3 separate regions of the Sus scrofa genome follow, and regions 2 and 3 are each linked to region 1. A link is a contact called in public HiChIP or PLAC-seq data. All regions are on one chromosome and are shown on one strand. Each heading gives the region's core, a stretch centred on a gene start, on an enhancer-like site or on the middle of the called end of the contact. The rest is flanking DNA. Distances are from core to core; before and after follow the strand shown.

The links. HiChIP or PLAC-seq counts read pairs in DNA pulled down with a chosen protein or histone mark.
Region 2: a contact with region 1 is called in an H3K27ac HiChIP or PLAC-seq map of alveolar macrophages. The contact joins the enhancer-like site here to the promoter of DPY19L1 in region 1. A contact is called at or near these places in 3 of 5 promoter capture datasets (fetal liver, fetal skeletal muscle and liver), 8 of 47 Hi-C or Micro-C datasets (brain, embryonic fibroblasts, fetal heart ventricle and 3 more) and 1 of 2 datasets of contacts at active chromatin or transcription factors (alveolar macrophages).
Region 3: an H3K27ac HiChIP or PLAC-seq map of alveolar macrophages shows a contact between it and region 1. The contact joins the enhancer-like site here to the promoter of DPY19L1 in region 1. A contact is called at or near these places in 3 of 5 promoter capture datasets (fetal liver and liver), 5 of 47 Hi-C or Micro-C datasets (embryonic fibroblasts, fetal heart ventricle, fetal liver and 2 more) and 1 of 2 datasets of contacts at active chromatin or transcription factors (alveolar macrophages).

The regions. Positions count from the first base shown.
Region 1 is chr18:38,798,912-38,803,716 of Sscrofa11.1, reverse strand. DPY19L1 (probable C-mannosyltransferase DPY19L1) reads right to left here and starts at 2,374. Exons shown (of 47, transcript XM_021079309.1): 1 at 1,975-2,374. The coding sequence starts at 2,272.
Region 2 is chr18:39,301,862-39,306,666 of Sscrofa11.1, reverse strand. The region is part of intron 3 of LOC110257625 (a long non-coding RNA gene); the gene reads right to left. Among named protein-coding and RNA genes, the nearest start is that of NPSR1, 91 kb to the right of the region's middle. Within about 2 kb of position 2,371, at least 30 of the 83 cell types and tissues checked have an H3K27ac peak or open chromatin away from gene starts, as enhancers often do. A contact at or near this core is called in alveolar macrophages and liver, where this site is marked.
Region 3 is chr18:39,068,137-39,072,941 of Sscrofa11.1, reverse strand. DPY19L1 (probable C-mannosyltransferase DPY19L1) reads right to left here. Exons shown (of 47, transcript XM_021079309.1): 42 at 1,982-4,579; 43 at 136-448. The region is part of intron 5 of NPSR1 (neuropeptide S receptor); the gene reads left to right. Among named protein-coding and RNA genes, the nearest start is that of NPSR1, 140 kb to the left of the region's middle. Within about 2 kb of position 2,176, at least 12 of the 83 cell types and tissues checked have an H3K27ac peak or open chromatin away from gene starts, as enhancers often do. A contact at or near this core is called in alveolar macrophages and embryonic fibroblasts, where this site is marked.

The sequences.
Region 1 (4,805 bases), core at 1,125-3,624:
GGGTAGAGAGATCCAGAGAAAGACCCAAACATCCCAGGCCTGATCATTCTCCAGACCCATCTTGCGCCTGGGCCTCATGTAAATGGTTAGCAAGGACAGAACGTCTCCAGACCTTGGTCTGATGATCTGATTATCAACCACCTGATGGCCAGCATCCAGAGTATATTCAAAAATGTGGGGCGGCGCCTTCACTGTAACTCCTTCCAATACTCAAATGAGTGAGTCAAGTAAAGTATCATGCTTTTATGCTCATACAAAATGTACTAAGGTATGAGCATTACTAGATCCAAATATAAGCCATCCAATATAGGAAGATTTAAAGGAAACGCAATTACAAGCAAAGAAAATATGTACAAAAGGGCAACAGATATTATTCTATGATTTGTTATTGTTAACCTCCCTGAAGAAGTGATGCCATTCCATGTTTTGCAACAAATTGGTTAATGTTTATAGTAGCCATTCAGGAAAAATGCAACCTCATCTTGTCACCAGATCAGTATTATGCATGTCCTTTTATAACAGCAACTAAAAATTCGTTAAACGTTTTAAACACAAAAGTGTCTAGTCAAATAATACCCACCCCTTTTAGTTCTGGTCCTCAGGACATGCCCTGGAGTAAGTAGGGCAGGTGATAATCCCATGTCACAGAGACACCAAGGCTCACAAAGGAAATAACTTGAAACTTAAACGAAACTTAACCACCGTGAACTGGATCAGGAGCGTCTGCCTCATCCTCTGTACCATGCTGCCTCCCCAAGGTGAACTTCTCTAACCTGCACACTGGCAAGGTTTTTCAAGCTCGCTACTCAAAAAAAAAAAAGAAGGGATGTACTGAAAATACTGAATTTCTGTAGGCTTGAATCTACAATAGAAGAAAAAAAAAGTGCCCTAATAGCAATATCAACCTTTGTGAGCCCATTAAAATGTTCGTGGGCACGCGTGCGAGAGCACAAATGCGCGCGCGCACTCACACGGTGATGACTGTGGTTTTTATCATTGAGTCGCTTCTAGTGATGGCTGTGATCTCAGGGGAAGACTATTTGCTCTGTCCTATTCCCTGGTCTACACTGAACTCCAAATCCTTTTGGGTCACTAAGGGAATGTGAAAGGGTAATAAGGGATAAATCACCAATAGTTAAATAATTAAGCAGCCAAAGCCCATTAACAACATTATATTGGAAAAGTAGTGTTACAGCATTTTACTTGCTGACTTAAGAAAAATCTGGCCTATTATCCAAACTGCTATAACTTGCCTTATCAGAATGTCAATCAGGAAACAAAGGAAACCTCAAAACGGTCCACAACATGTGAACAATTTAACTTTATTTCTTTCAGCTCATCGCTACGTATCATCCGTTTGGTCAAGGCCCGAAAGACGAGGGCAGCCCTCCAAACCAATCGTTCGCCAGGTCAGCAGTGTCCCAGCTCAGGCGCCCAAAACACAACACAACCGGGAAAGTGATGTGCGGAGGGGAATCACTAAGTGCCACCAGCTGTGGTTGCAGCCAAGAAGAAAAAAAGCACGCTAAAATTTAATTATAAGTTTAGCAACTTTCTAGGACAGGCAACCTGCTTTTGCTTTGGGCTCCAAGTAATCGCAAACCATCCTCCGGAGCAGGGGCCGAGATAACGGGAAGGCAGCCGGTCCGCGCCAATCAGCAGCGCCCAAGTCTCGTTAGCGCAGACCTGCCAGTTCGCGGCCAGACCGGGCAGCTGTTGATCTCGGGGCCATTTTTTTTAAAGCCGACACTGAGAGCGGGTAGGAAGGGAGCGAGGAAGGCTGAGCCAGGGCGGGGGAGGGGAGGAGAAGGTAAGGACGTCCCAGGAAAAGTCGGAGAGGGCTGCAAACTGACGGAAACCGGCCGGCGGGGCTCGGCGGCACAGAAGCCGGAGGAGAGAGGAGCGGAGGGGGAGAGGGGGACCCGTGCCTCAAAGTTCCGCGTCCCGGCGGCGCCCGCGCGCTGGGCTGCTCACCTAACAGGAGCGTGGTCCAGGTCCGGCCGCGCCCCGAGCGCCGCAGGCCCAGCGCCCCGCTTAGTCGAGCCGCCAAGCGCCCCCCGAGGCCGCCCCCGGCCGCCGGCGCGGCGGGCTCCGCGCGGAGCCCCTTCCTGCCCGCGGCGCCCTTGCGCCGAGGGGACGGGGGCGCGCGCTCGGGCCCGGGTTCCCCGGCGCCGACATCTGGCGTCCCCCTTAGCGGCGACTGAGAGGCGCGGGGCGGCTGGGGCGGCTTGGGGGCCGCTTCCCGGTGCTTGTTCCGCGCCTGCAGGACCATCTTGGCATAGTCGCGCCCGCTCGCTGCGCGCGCCCGGACGGCGGCCGGGGAACGGCGGGCTGGCGGGGCGGCCCCGGCGCCGCTCACTCTCCGGCGGGCGGGCGGAGGGCGGTCCGGTCCCTCCCCGCCGGCGGGGAGGCGGGGAGAACTGCAAGGCCGGGCGGCGGCTGCCTGCCTGGCGGTGCTGCCGGGAGGCGGCGCCGGACTCGCGCGCCCGCCGCCGTTGCCGCCGTTCCGGTTGTCACGGCGACCGTGGAACGCCAGGGGGCGGGGGCGGGGACACCCCGCGAGCGGCCGCAGCCGCGGCCCCGCCCCTGCTGCCCCTCCGCGCCGGACGCGCGCTCCCGGCCGGCAAGCGCGCACGCGCCGACTTCCGGCGGGGGCGGGGGCCGACCCCGGGCCGCCCAGCGACCCCGGCCAGGTTTGGAACCCGCGCAGGAATCTGCAGGTTTGAGGACGCGGACTGCCCAGCGGGAGTGGCGGTCCCACCCTTTGGGAGCGACGGGGAAAGAAGAAGGGCCCTCTCTGGGCGGGCGCAGCTGGTCGAAGTTTTGGACCCGATTAAGGCTGCAAGTGGAGCTCGGTGAAGCCCGCGTGGCCCAAGCAACTCGTTGCGGAGGCGGCTAGACCCGGGAGGAGGCGCTAGAGAAGGACCACTTGGGGGCGCTGTGTGTGCGCTCTGGAGTTCTCGGTGGCCCTGCTGCTAAAAGGCTAGCTGCCCAAAGTCCAGCCAAAGGGTCACGTTACTCCACCCTGTGTGGCCTCGTAATTTAGAACGCTGCCTAGTGCAGCTTCCGCTTTCACAAACCCGACGAGCGGGGCAACCCGATTTAAAATGGCAGTAGAGTATCAGGGTGAGCTGATAAAGGTCGGGACAGAAGTGTGTGCCTGACATTAAAACCAAAAACCAGGGGTAGCAGCCTAGACTGAGGGTAATAAAATTGAATGGACTGAGAAGGAAAGATTAGCAATGAGAATGTCCTGTTAGTTTCAAATGCTATATAACCTTATGGCTTGAAAGAGAGTAGAACTTTATTTGATGTTAAATACAAGCCTTTAGTTGAAAACGTATTTTCTTTCATGCAGCAGCAGAAGGCATGACTGAAGGAAGCCTAGGAAGATTGGGAAAACCAGGCAACTTTCATTTACCTTCCACCCCCGCCCCCACATCCCTGCATTTTTTGCACAAAACCCTGCAGCCTCGTGGATCACCGAAATGTTCCTTACCTTTAAATCCAATGAGCTTGTTCCAAAAAGTTGTCCTTAGTTCCCAATTTTGTATATCAAGCCACATGATTCTGATTATCTCCACTGTAATCCTAGAGGCTTCACGTGGCTATGGGTCCTCTCCCTTGTTTCTCTGCCCAGTGATTTAAGTAACTTAATACCGGCATTCACTTACTTTTTAAAGGCAGTGAATTATTTTGTAATAGTTTTTGCCATGCAAATTAATAATTCTCCGTACTCTGTATTTTTGTGAATTTGGATTTTCAGCTGTCTTTTATCCCAGGAGGGAACGACTATTTTTGGACACTGGTTTTTGAAAAATTATTGAAAGTGATTTTAAAGAATGTTTACATTCTGAAACAGTGTGTCTGATGGATCCAGTGTTACCCTGTTAGATTCAACTGGTATCACTTTACCAGGGTAAACAAACACTGAATGGATAAATGAGTGACTGAGTGAATGAATGCAGGAAATAACATGACCAAATGATGATTTATAATGCTGTGTTTTGTAGTGCACTTGAAAGTCACTTAGTTCTAGCCCTCCTCTCCTATATTCTCAAATTTCTGAAGGACAAAGCATCTTTCCTACTCAGCTTCATATTATCCCACAGAGCCTAACCTGGAGCCTGTCTATGAAAGTTTATTGAATTGAACTGAAAGAGGGACATCTGTCTTTTAAGACACACCCAGGAGGGTTTGATCAGTTCCACCAGTGCTGAAGAGCCCCTTCTTGGCAACCAAGAAGACTGTAAAATATTAGTTAAAATGGTAGGTGAAAACTTGTACTTGCAAATAAATAAATTGCAAATTTATTTTATTGGCAACCAAGTGAAGAATCCCCGAAAGGGGCATTCTAACATATTGGTCAAAAAACATGGTAACCGTAGATCCATGTTCTAGTCTTTGCTCCTATATACCGGTCCTGTGTCCTTGGCCAAGTTACCAGACCTTTTTGAGTCTCAATTTCCTCATCCCTAAAATAAAAGTAATAAAAGCATCTACCCTACAGGTTTGTGAAAATTAAATAAGACAATGTATATAAGGTATCTCACAATTACGTCCATCAAGGTAACTATCCAATAAATGTTCAAAGCAGTGAATGAGGTATAGAGGGTAGCAAGTCTTCTGTCCCAGAGCCTGAGGCTGATGGATGTAAGGATGCAGGAAGTAGGATGCAGAAGAGCAAGGACAGTGGTGTGATATTTGGACCAGTCCCACACTCTCTGGGCTTCAAGCTTATCAGCTGTCTGAGAACTGATCCTCCCCTAAAGTTCCTTGCTTCCCACGCATGCTTTACAAATGGT
Region 2 (4,805 bases), core at 1,122-3,621, 500 kb before region 1:
ACACAGAATTCCTGGTGGGGCGGGGGGGGGGGGAACACACATGAAAACTGGGTTTGAGCCAGAAGGTTCAAGAAGCCAAGGATCTGAGCAGAGTCCTGATGGATGGTGATGATTCCCACAGGACAGCCATTCTCAATCTTTTCTTTTATAGACCTTTGAGAACCTTCTGAAACAGGAGGAAAGGGTGCTAAAAGGCCTCTGAGGGCTGTGGTAACACCAGCTCAGAATTAAAAGTTAAGGTCCTGGATTGTAGTCACAACATCAGAATGACCTGAACAAGCCATTTTTCAAAGTGCATCTTGATTATTTTATCTATATAGTATCTTTGAAGGAGATATGATTAGATAATGATTCAGATCTCTACTTGCTAAAATTATATAATTCTATGATCTAATTCATCATCCTGGATAGAGGCATACTTAGGTTGTTTCAAAGAAATTAACACTTTCTTATCAGTGTTATGTCTTAGCAGAAGACAAAAATTATCTTTCTACTTCATTCAGAAATTTTCAAAATGATTGGAAAATGCATAATGCACATGGTGGGATTTCAATGAGCCTAACATTCTGCACATGTTTAAAGTCTGTCATAATAATGAAGGCCAACCTTTATTGAGCAATTAGTATGTATTGAGTGGCTAAGTGCATTGCATACATTATATCATTTAATCCTTGCACTAATTCAATAAGTACTCTTCTTATTATTCCCATTTTACAAAAGAAGAAACTAAGATTTGGAGAGATTAAATTACTTTCCTAAAGAATCTCAGTTGAATTTGAATTTAGGCATTCTGACTCCACACCGCAGGTACTCCATCGCTGCTGTGGCTTATTTTTTCAGTGGAGTGGAATGAGATTTTTCCTAAGTAGTTTTATGCTGTTTCTTAGGTCACAGGTACTTCAAAAATCTGATGAATTTCCAGTATGTAAACTTTTATCTGGAAGGACACACACACACACACACACACACAAGTACATACGCACATGTACATATGGGTACATACAGATATATATATATCAGGATCCTTAAAACTCTTTTGAGATCAGTTCAAGTTTTCCTACTGAAAGCCAAGAATAGCTTGAGTAGACTGAGGAAGGTCAAGCTTGGTCTCAAGCTGTCTTTTTGGAAGAACAAAGGGCTGTGGCTGCAGCTTCAAACATGGGTAGAGTTGGCAGAAGATGCTAATACAGGAGTTCCTGTCATGGCTCAGTGGAAACGAACCTGACTAGCAGCCATGAGGACGCAGGTTCTATCCCTGGCCCTGCTCAGTGCGTTGAGGATCCGGAGCTGCTGTGAGCTGTGGTCTAGGGTCACAGATGTGGCATGCATCTGGCATTACTGTGTCTGTGGTGTAGGCTGGCAGCTGTAGCTCTGATTCGACCCCTAGCCTGGGAACCTCCATATGCCACAGGTGTAGCCCTAAAAAAAGACAAATAAATATGTAAGTACATGCAGAGATACTTTTTTAAAATAGATGCTAATATAAGAATACCCCATAAGGCACTGTCAGCCTGATGAAATTCAGATATGCCACAGTTCAAGGGGTAAAGACATTGGACCTCACTCACTTTATCAGTAAAAAGAATCTTCTTTCTCCAATCACGCATTTTTACCATGAACCTTCCTGGTTTGTCTCCAAACACAGTATCTCCTCAGAAGTGACTTAGGCTTTTCAAAACCAGTCCTAGAAAATGGCATTTTATCTGCTTATTCTTCCTTAACAGTGAGACATGGAGTCACACTCAGCTGACATCATAACCAACACCCCAAGGGCGAAAATCCACGAATGATGAGTAAAATCTCCAGTTCTGCTTTTCCACTAAGAAGAACCCCTTAGAAATAAAGGCTGAAATACATGTCATAATAACACATTTTCGACTCCGTTTTCCTGCTTCTTTTCGGGTTCTTCTGCATGAGTTTTTGTTTCACACCAACCAGGCACAATCTTTCCAAATGCAACGTGATGCCATTTGTCCACTAGGGGGAGACTTGCCCCCACTTATAACCTATACTTCGTCGGGGGGCCCTTTCCTTTCTTTAGATAAGAACTGGAACTTGATTACAGCAGCAGCTCATTTACCCCGTTTCCTTGGCTAAGCAAGACACTTTAGTTTGATTAACAACATTTTCTAGTTAATGTTCCACTCTCATTTTAGGAAGCGATGAGGAAGAGGCGAAATGGCGATCATGCAAATAAAGTAATGACTTCGCTCCTTTTCCCAGACCTCTGAGATGAGTGGCTTTAACTCGACCCTGGAAGGCGCCAGCAGCCTGTGCCTCCTGAGAAAGAAAGCACAGCTGCAGAGTTGCCAGCTCCTGCGTGGGCAGGGCAGCGGACCCAAAATACGCACTCTGCAGCCAGCTCCGCCAGTGCCTTTTTTAGATTATTTCCGGCCAGGCTGACTCACGCAGCTAAGACAGCAAAATGTACCTGAGGCTATTACTGATGGGATTCAAACATCCTTATTTTCTTTTCTATTTTTCTCTCCTATACTCTAGCCGGTTTCTAGCTTCCATCCCTTTCCATCACCTCTGCCAACTTATGCCTCAGGCCTCCCAGCTGCTCTTGGCAGTGGCCAGCCCTGTGATTGGTTCTCAGCGCTCAGGGAGCTAGTGACTCTGACCTTGTCGGAGGTGACTCCCCAAGTTCGTGAACTCAGCAAATGTGCATCCAAATTATGTATGGAATTGCACCTGTTCTATCAGGATTCACCATACACACTTACTCACACACTTGGTTAAGTTTTATTTTTCTGACTTCAGAAGTGGTTCGAATTGGAAGATTATCTTTGTTAAACCAGAAGGCGGTGGGCACCCAGGGCGCATCATGGACCCGCTTACTTCTTTCATTTGCATCCATATGCTAGACAATAGCCAGGGAGCTGAGCTATAGATGTCTATTTTTTTTTATTAGCTTTAAAATGTAACATTTGATTCAGAAGAGGGAAGATGATCCTTAATACGTCCCTGCCCTCTGTATCTGAGGATGCCTGCCTAATTTAATAGCTACCTAATATCTACTTTTTAAAAAAAGGTATTTTAGACCAGAACACATCATAGGTGTTTTGCCTTCTAAGGGAAGAATAGCTCATACGGGGGGAAGACAAACACAGTCTGCAGTTGCCTTCGCCTGGCAGAGAGGGCGGGGTGCTCCGAGCAGCCGTCTCTGTGAGGGGAACCCTGATAAGTGTGTGGATATACAAAGGGGAGCCCTGAGCTGAGCTGAGTTGTAGGAGCAAGGAAGACGGAGACTGCTCTGCCTGGAGGGATGGGTGCTGGTAGGCGCGTGCCACAGGGAAGTGGAGGTGAGGGGATTGGAGAGACTAGCGAGGGAATAGTGCTGTGTCCCAAAGGCAAAAGTGGATCCTGACTCTTAGCTGTAAACTTCCCCCATTTCTCCCAACTGTCAGTAACATCTGTATGACCCAAAGGAATTCTAATGATATATATATTTTTTAATGGAAACCAAGAGAAGTGTCTAGGTCTCATTTTCATGTGTTCATATTTATTGAACGTCTGCTGTGAAGCAGGTTTTCGTCTAGATAACTCATGACAAAGAGGTGAATAAGGCAGTCGGAGATGCCTGCTCCCTGAATCCTTGCCTTCGAGTGGAGGGAAAAGGTAATACGCAAAAAGTTAGCAAGATCATTTCTGAGAGCACCAAGTCCTGTGAAGACTAGTACCCTGGTACAGGTTACAGACAAGGGGCCAGGTGTGAATGTCAGTATCCACTCAGGAACATGGAAACCACTCCAGGATATTTAAACACGGAAACTGTAACACAAGGCATTTGTTATAAAGTTATTGGAAGGACAGGAGAACAAAGGGAAGATTCTGCCAGTGGGGATTTGGCAAGCAGGAGATTAGGAGGCAGAGGGAGAGGAGAAGGCGCATCTCCTCCAGTATTTGGCAGAGACCTCGGCGGCGGCGGCAACACCTTCACAGACAGCAGCCCTGGGTCCCTGCTCAGGCACTGGGGTTCCAAATAACAGCAGAGGACTCTTCCTTTTGCTTTTCCAAGTAAGTGCATGGGACTTGTCTGAATTTCCTTTCAGAGAATACTTAGGCTCTCCCCTGCCCTGGTTCCTTTCCACTTTCGGCACAGTCGGATGACAAGCCTAGCCTCCCCAAACACACACCATAGAAGAAGGGAAGAGTTTTGTTTCTGAAGAAATAAGACCAGAGAGACTGTAAAATAAGGAACACTAGGTGAACTGGGGGGCCAAAAACAACAAGGGGGGTTTGGTGCCCGCCTACAAATGGAACAGAGATTTTCAGTCTGCAGCCCGTTTCCAGATCACTGCCAAGCAGACATTATCCCACTGCCCTGCCTCAGACACAGGGTTATCACCATGTTCTCAAAAAACCCGAGCACCTGAACCTTAGACACTGACATTTGGGGGTGCGCCAGTGAGAAGACCAGCTATTTAGTTTCTTTAAACTATATGCATCTGTTATTCTGATATATATATATATATATATATAAATATACCTGTATATTTAAATTGCAAAAATGGGATGTAAGGAAGTGGAGACATGGAGTACAGACAAATTTGAAGTATTTTAAGGGAATGGGAGTATGGAATTAAGCCAGTAGCCAGTCACTGGAGCAGGACAGAAAGCTGAGGGGTTTCAAGTTTGAAGGTACTGTAGTATCGTTGGACTAGGACAGCAGGGAGAGAGGGAGAGAGCAGTGGATGACACAGGGATGAATGGAAAGATGCAAGAGCCTAGTTCTTCTTCTTCTTCTTTTTTTTTTTTTTTTTTTTTTCTTTTTGGCTTTTTTAGGGCTGCAGGTGTGGCAT
Region 3 (4,805 bases), core at 927-3,426, 270 kb before region 1:
ACTTTACAAGTAGACATCAACCATTAGCCATTTAGTATGAATCCTTACTATACCATAGTTAGTGGTAATGAGGAATATTGATGATGAGACCAAATTTTAGAAAACATTAACAGTATGGGTGAGAGGAGGTACTACCTGAGCCTGGAAAAGAGGAAACCACGTTCAGGAACAGGTCCTGAAAGGGCTCCTGCAGGTAACAGTGCTGTCTGCTTGATTCCAAGTCTCAACCCCCTTCTGACTTTCCCAGCTGAATACTCATTATCCTAGTCTCCGGGGAGTAAAAAGTAGCACAGTTTGAGAAAGTCAACTGGAAGTCTGTGAGGCTTCTGATAAAGGTTTCTCTTCTTCTGATAGAAGGAGAGAGACATGGCTGGCATTTTATGTCCTCCCTTCTTTCTCCCTTGAATTCAGACGCACGGCTTTCTTGAATGGAGCTGCAGCAGCCATCCTGTGACCACAAAAGAAAAGCCAACACAGTTTTGATGAGTTAAGGACAACAGCCACCTATCTTCAGATCCTTATTATACGAAAAAAAAAAAATAATAATCTCTTTGGTCAAACCACTGCTCAGTGGGCTGACTTATTTTGGAACTGAACACTTTCCCAGGTGATACAGATATCAAGCACAAAACTACATGTTCCAAATACTGAAGGCAAGCCCTTGAAAGCAGACCACAGAGCGTCAAAGAGAATTTCATTTATTCTATATTTGGGTGGTGCAGGGGCTGGCTCAGCTCATATTTCTCATGCTGCTATTATCTAGATTACAAAGGGATTGAATAGAGTTTTATAAACATTGATTCAGACTGGATTGTATGTTTCCGAGTAACAAAGAAAGAGAAAGTTTCCCCCTCTTCCCAGAGCAAAGCGCCTTAAATTTTTTAGAATGATTCTTTACATTCCAGATAATGACAGTGCTTTTCACTTAGGTAATTTTATGGAGAAAAAATACTGAAGACACTTTTAAAAACATTAGTTCAAAAAACTACTGAAAATATCAGCTTATTTGTTCATGATGGCTAAATAAGAGGATTTTTACTCTCCTCCCTAAAGCACAAGGAATCACATCCTTTGCTGACAGTTTAAAACCACCAAGCAAAGAATGTATATATAGGTATGATTGGGTCTCCTGGCTATATGGCAGAAATTGACAGAATATTGTAAATCAACTATACTTTAATAAAAACAAAACCAAAAGAGAAAAAACTGAGAAGTGGGCTTCGGCCACTGAAGCCAATTCTCTATCAGGCTACCCCGTCACATCACATAGTTTTTCTGGCCCCAGGCAGCTCCGCTATGACAGCAAGACAGTATCGATGCCCCTGCAGGATGGTGAAGTAGGCAAGAAGCCAAAGCATATGTGTGGGGTGAGGTCTTGGGGGAGGGAAGCAAGAGGGTGACTAATGTCCGGGGGTGGGGGGTCCCCCCAACACAGAGGGGCCGAGGGATGGCTAATGCCCTTCTCCTCAAAGACCAGCCTCACAGCCTCTCCATCCCAGATTTATCCTCCCAGACCCGCCACCCACCCACACTATCCTCCCCCGACTGCTAAAGGTAATAAAGCAGAAACTTCTGAGACCTCTCCCTTTTTTCGTTCCATTCTTGGAGGGAAAGCGCTAGTTCTCCTCCAGATAGAAGTAGGTGGTTGGAGAGAAATCAGCAGCAAGCATAACCTTGACATGATTCACAAGAACACCCTCTCCCAAACTATACTTCTCCCTTGCCAGCCTCCTCTCCTCTCCTCATCCTTACCAGGCACTTAGTTTGGACCGGGAATGCCCTGCTTAAAAAAAAAAAAAAGTCTCCCTCTTTTGCACGGTCCTTCCTTCATCTCAAAACTCTTCCCCTCGATAAACTGATTCCAAGTATTTATATAAAAGCCATTCTGAGTAAACACATTCCTTCCCTCGGGTGGCTGTGTCTTCTTTGGCTATCTGCATTTTTAAGAGAACTTTGCTTCATGAATATACACCCTCCTCACCTGAGCTCCCTGGGCGTGAGATGGTGAAGGTTATACAGGGTCTAGGGGATCGCTGGACTTCGGTGAAGCAGCAGCACAGGGAGGAAGGTTCCCCTTAATTCCTCTTCTTCCAGCTCCTGAGGTCTCCTCGCCTCAATGCTCTGTGGGCCTGCAGCCATGAATCGCCCCGGCCTGCGGTGTTTCAGGCGCTGCACCGCACAAGCAATTTTCCCAGAGCTCTTAGAATTCCACTCACATATAGGTGTTGAACCAGTGTTCGCTCAAGAACCATTATTCACCACTTCTAATTTAACTAGAAAGGAAGAGAATAGTGTTATCGCCCAAGTGCAAGTCTCCTTTCTTTCATTTAGGGTCATGGAGCATCGTCCCTGGCAACACAGCAATCCAGGCCAACCGAAGATTGTTTTGGTTTTGGCTTAAGAATAAATTTGATTACCTTTCCAATGTAGTTAGTCCCTTTTGAGATTTTTTTTTCCCTAGCCCAAGATAAAACTTGAAGTAATCGACTGGATGCTGACTCTGCCAAGCACTTAGTCTTTTTCATTGATTATTTTATTTACCTCTTCACTAACTCGGGTTAAACTTGGTTATGCTGTAGTAACAAATAGCCAGGTATTGTCAGAGAATTAAAACCATAATGTTTAGTTTCTCTTGGTGCCACACATGTTTATCAGAGGTTAATAAGGGGCCTCTGCTTATTATAGTCACTTGGGGACTCAGGCTGATGGAAGCTCCATCTCAACCGTGGGAGGAAAATCACAAGAGAACCACTGCTGCTAAGAGAGCTCTCTACACTGGAGCCCGGCAGCCACGGACAAAGTGTGACTCAGGCATGTGTCAGCCTGGATGGAATCTGACCTTTTGACCACGTGTTGTCCTAAGGAAGGCATTGCAACATCTGCCAGAAACTCAAGACACTTATGGAACCACTACCCTAAAATAATTTGTGACAGCCTGTCTACTTATTGGACTCATATCCAAGAACAACCTGTGATTGCTATGGACCAGTTATTTCCTGACTTGCATCAGAGTCAATCACAATTGTTGTTAGGCAACTTTAACAACCTTGTGGCTTTTTGTCTTTATAAACCCCCTGCCTCTTTCTCTTCCCTGGACCACTCAGTTTCACTCCAGTCTGTGTCTCCAAAATTGTAATTCTGTGGACCTCCAATTAAAGGTCTTCAAGCCTTGATACTGATTTGTCTTGGTCACAACACAGGCTTCCATAAACCAGAGTTAGAAGACAGGCAGACAGACAGACAAAGAGAATAGGGAAGCCTGTGCTGGTTCTTGCAGCTTCTGCCCAGAAATGGCACGTTTCCCTTCTGCTCACAATTCACTGGTCAGAGTTAAGTTCATAGTCAGATCTGATATCAATGGAATAGAGAAAAATAATCCTCCCTCGGGGAGAAGCAGGAGATATCGGTGATGTCAGAGAGGAAGAAATCTTCCTCTTCTCTTCTGGATTCTTCTGTCTGTTCTAAGAATTAGATTGACATGAGACAGATTGGTTGGAGATAATCAAACAAAAGTTTAATAACACGTATACATGGGAGAGCCCCAGGAAAACTGAGTAATTCACCAAAACGGTCCAAGCCCTCACCTTAAAGGCCATCTTCATCTACAGAGGAACGAAGATGTTGAGAGCAGTGGTTTGAGACTTCAGAAGGGAGGAAGGTGATTCATGAAGAGATGGAAAGGCAAATGTTTGGTAAATAAATGTTTGCTGGGTCATGCCGAAACAATGGGACACAGAGTGGACCCTCCCCAATTCTTTGCAGACGTCTCTGGTGTGAGACTCCATTCTGGGAACAGACCTTTTATCTCATTTCTTTAGGCAGTTAAGGTGGAGTTTAAAAAAAAAAAAAAAGACTTACCGAATCTTCTCTTTCTTAAAAATAATCAGCCTGTGTCAATCTTCATGCCATAGAGATATGTTTTGGGGTGGCAAATTTTGCTCCCCTCCAGTGATCAGACTAGTGTAACTCCTACAACTCTGAGCTAGGCTTTATTATCCTTGACTTACAGAGAAGGAAGATGAGGCTCAGAGAAAATAAGTTCACACAGTAGTTCATAGCCCAAAATTTGGAACCCAGATCTGGTTCCCAAACACGAGCTTTTTTTTTTTACCATATCAGAATTCCCCAAAGGATGTTCCATAGCATCCTAGTTATGTGAGTTGCTAAGCAGATAAAAGGGGACTATCCCGCCAAAAAGTTGGGGAAACAGCACATCATATGTATCAGCATATACTTAGAGGGTGTGTCAGTCTAATAAAGTTTCTGAGAAGCCTTTCAGTAAAGCAAAGTGTTTAATTATGCTTAACCTGAATTTCCTAAATGTACTTGGCCACATAGCATTACAATGTTACGTCTAATTATACCTGCCACGAAGGCAAATGCCCCTGGAACACACCTCAGAAAAGGCCCTGCCCAGGAGCCTGTGGAATAACTTAACAGACCAACCTCTTTGGGCAGATGAGGGCCAGAGAACTAAAGTGATCTTACCAAGGTCACACAGCCATTAAGTTTTAGTCAGGACGAGACTTGCAGTATCAAGATCTAAGTCAGAACTCCTGGGCAGCTTGTTGAGAGGATCCTGAAAATACGAGGGTACTTTATAAACTGGAGAGCACTATTCAAAATTAAGATAGCCTTAGCTCACAATGCTAAGCAGTACTGAAATGTACAAAATATTCGAATGAGTGAAAAGGTACATGTGCTCCGGGATCAAAAAGATTAAATTTTGTGAAGATGTCAATTCTCCTCAAATTTCCTTTTGCTGCCGGCCTACGCCACAGCCACAGCAACAGGGGATCTGAGCT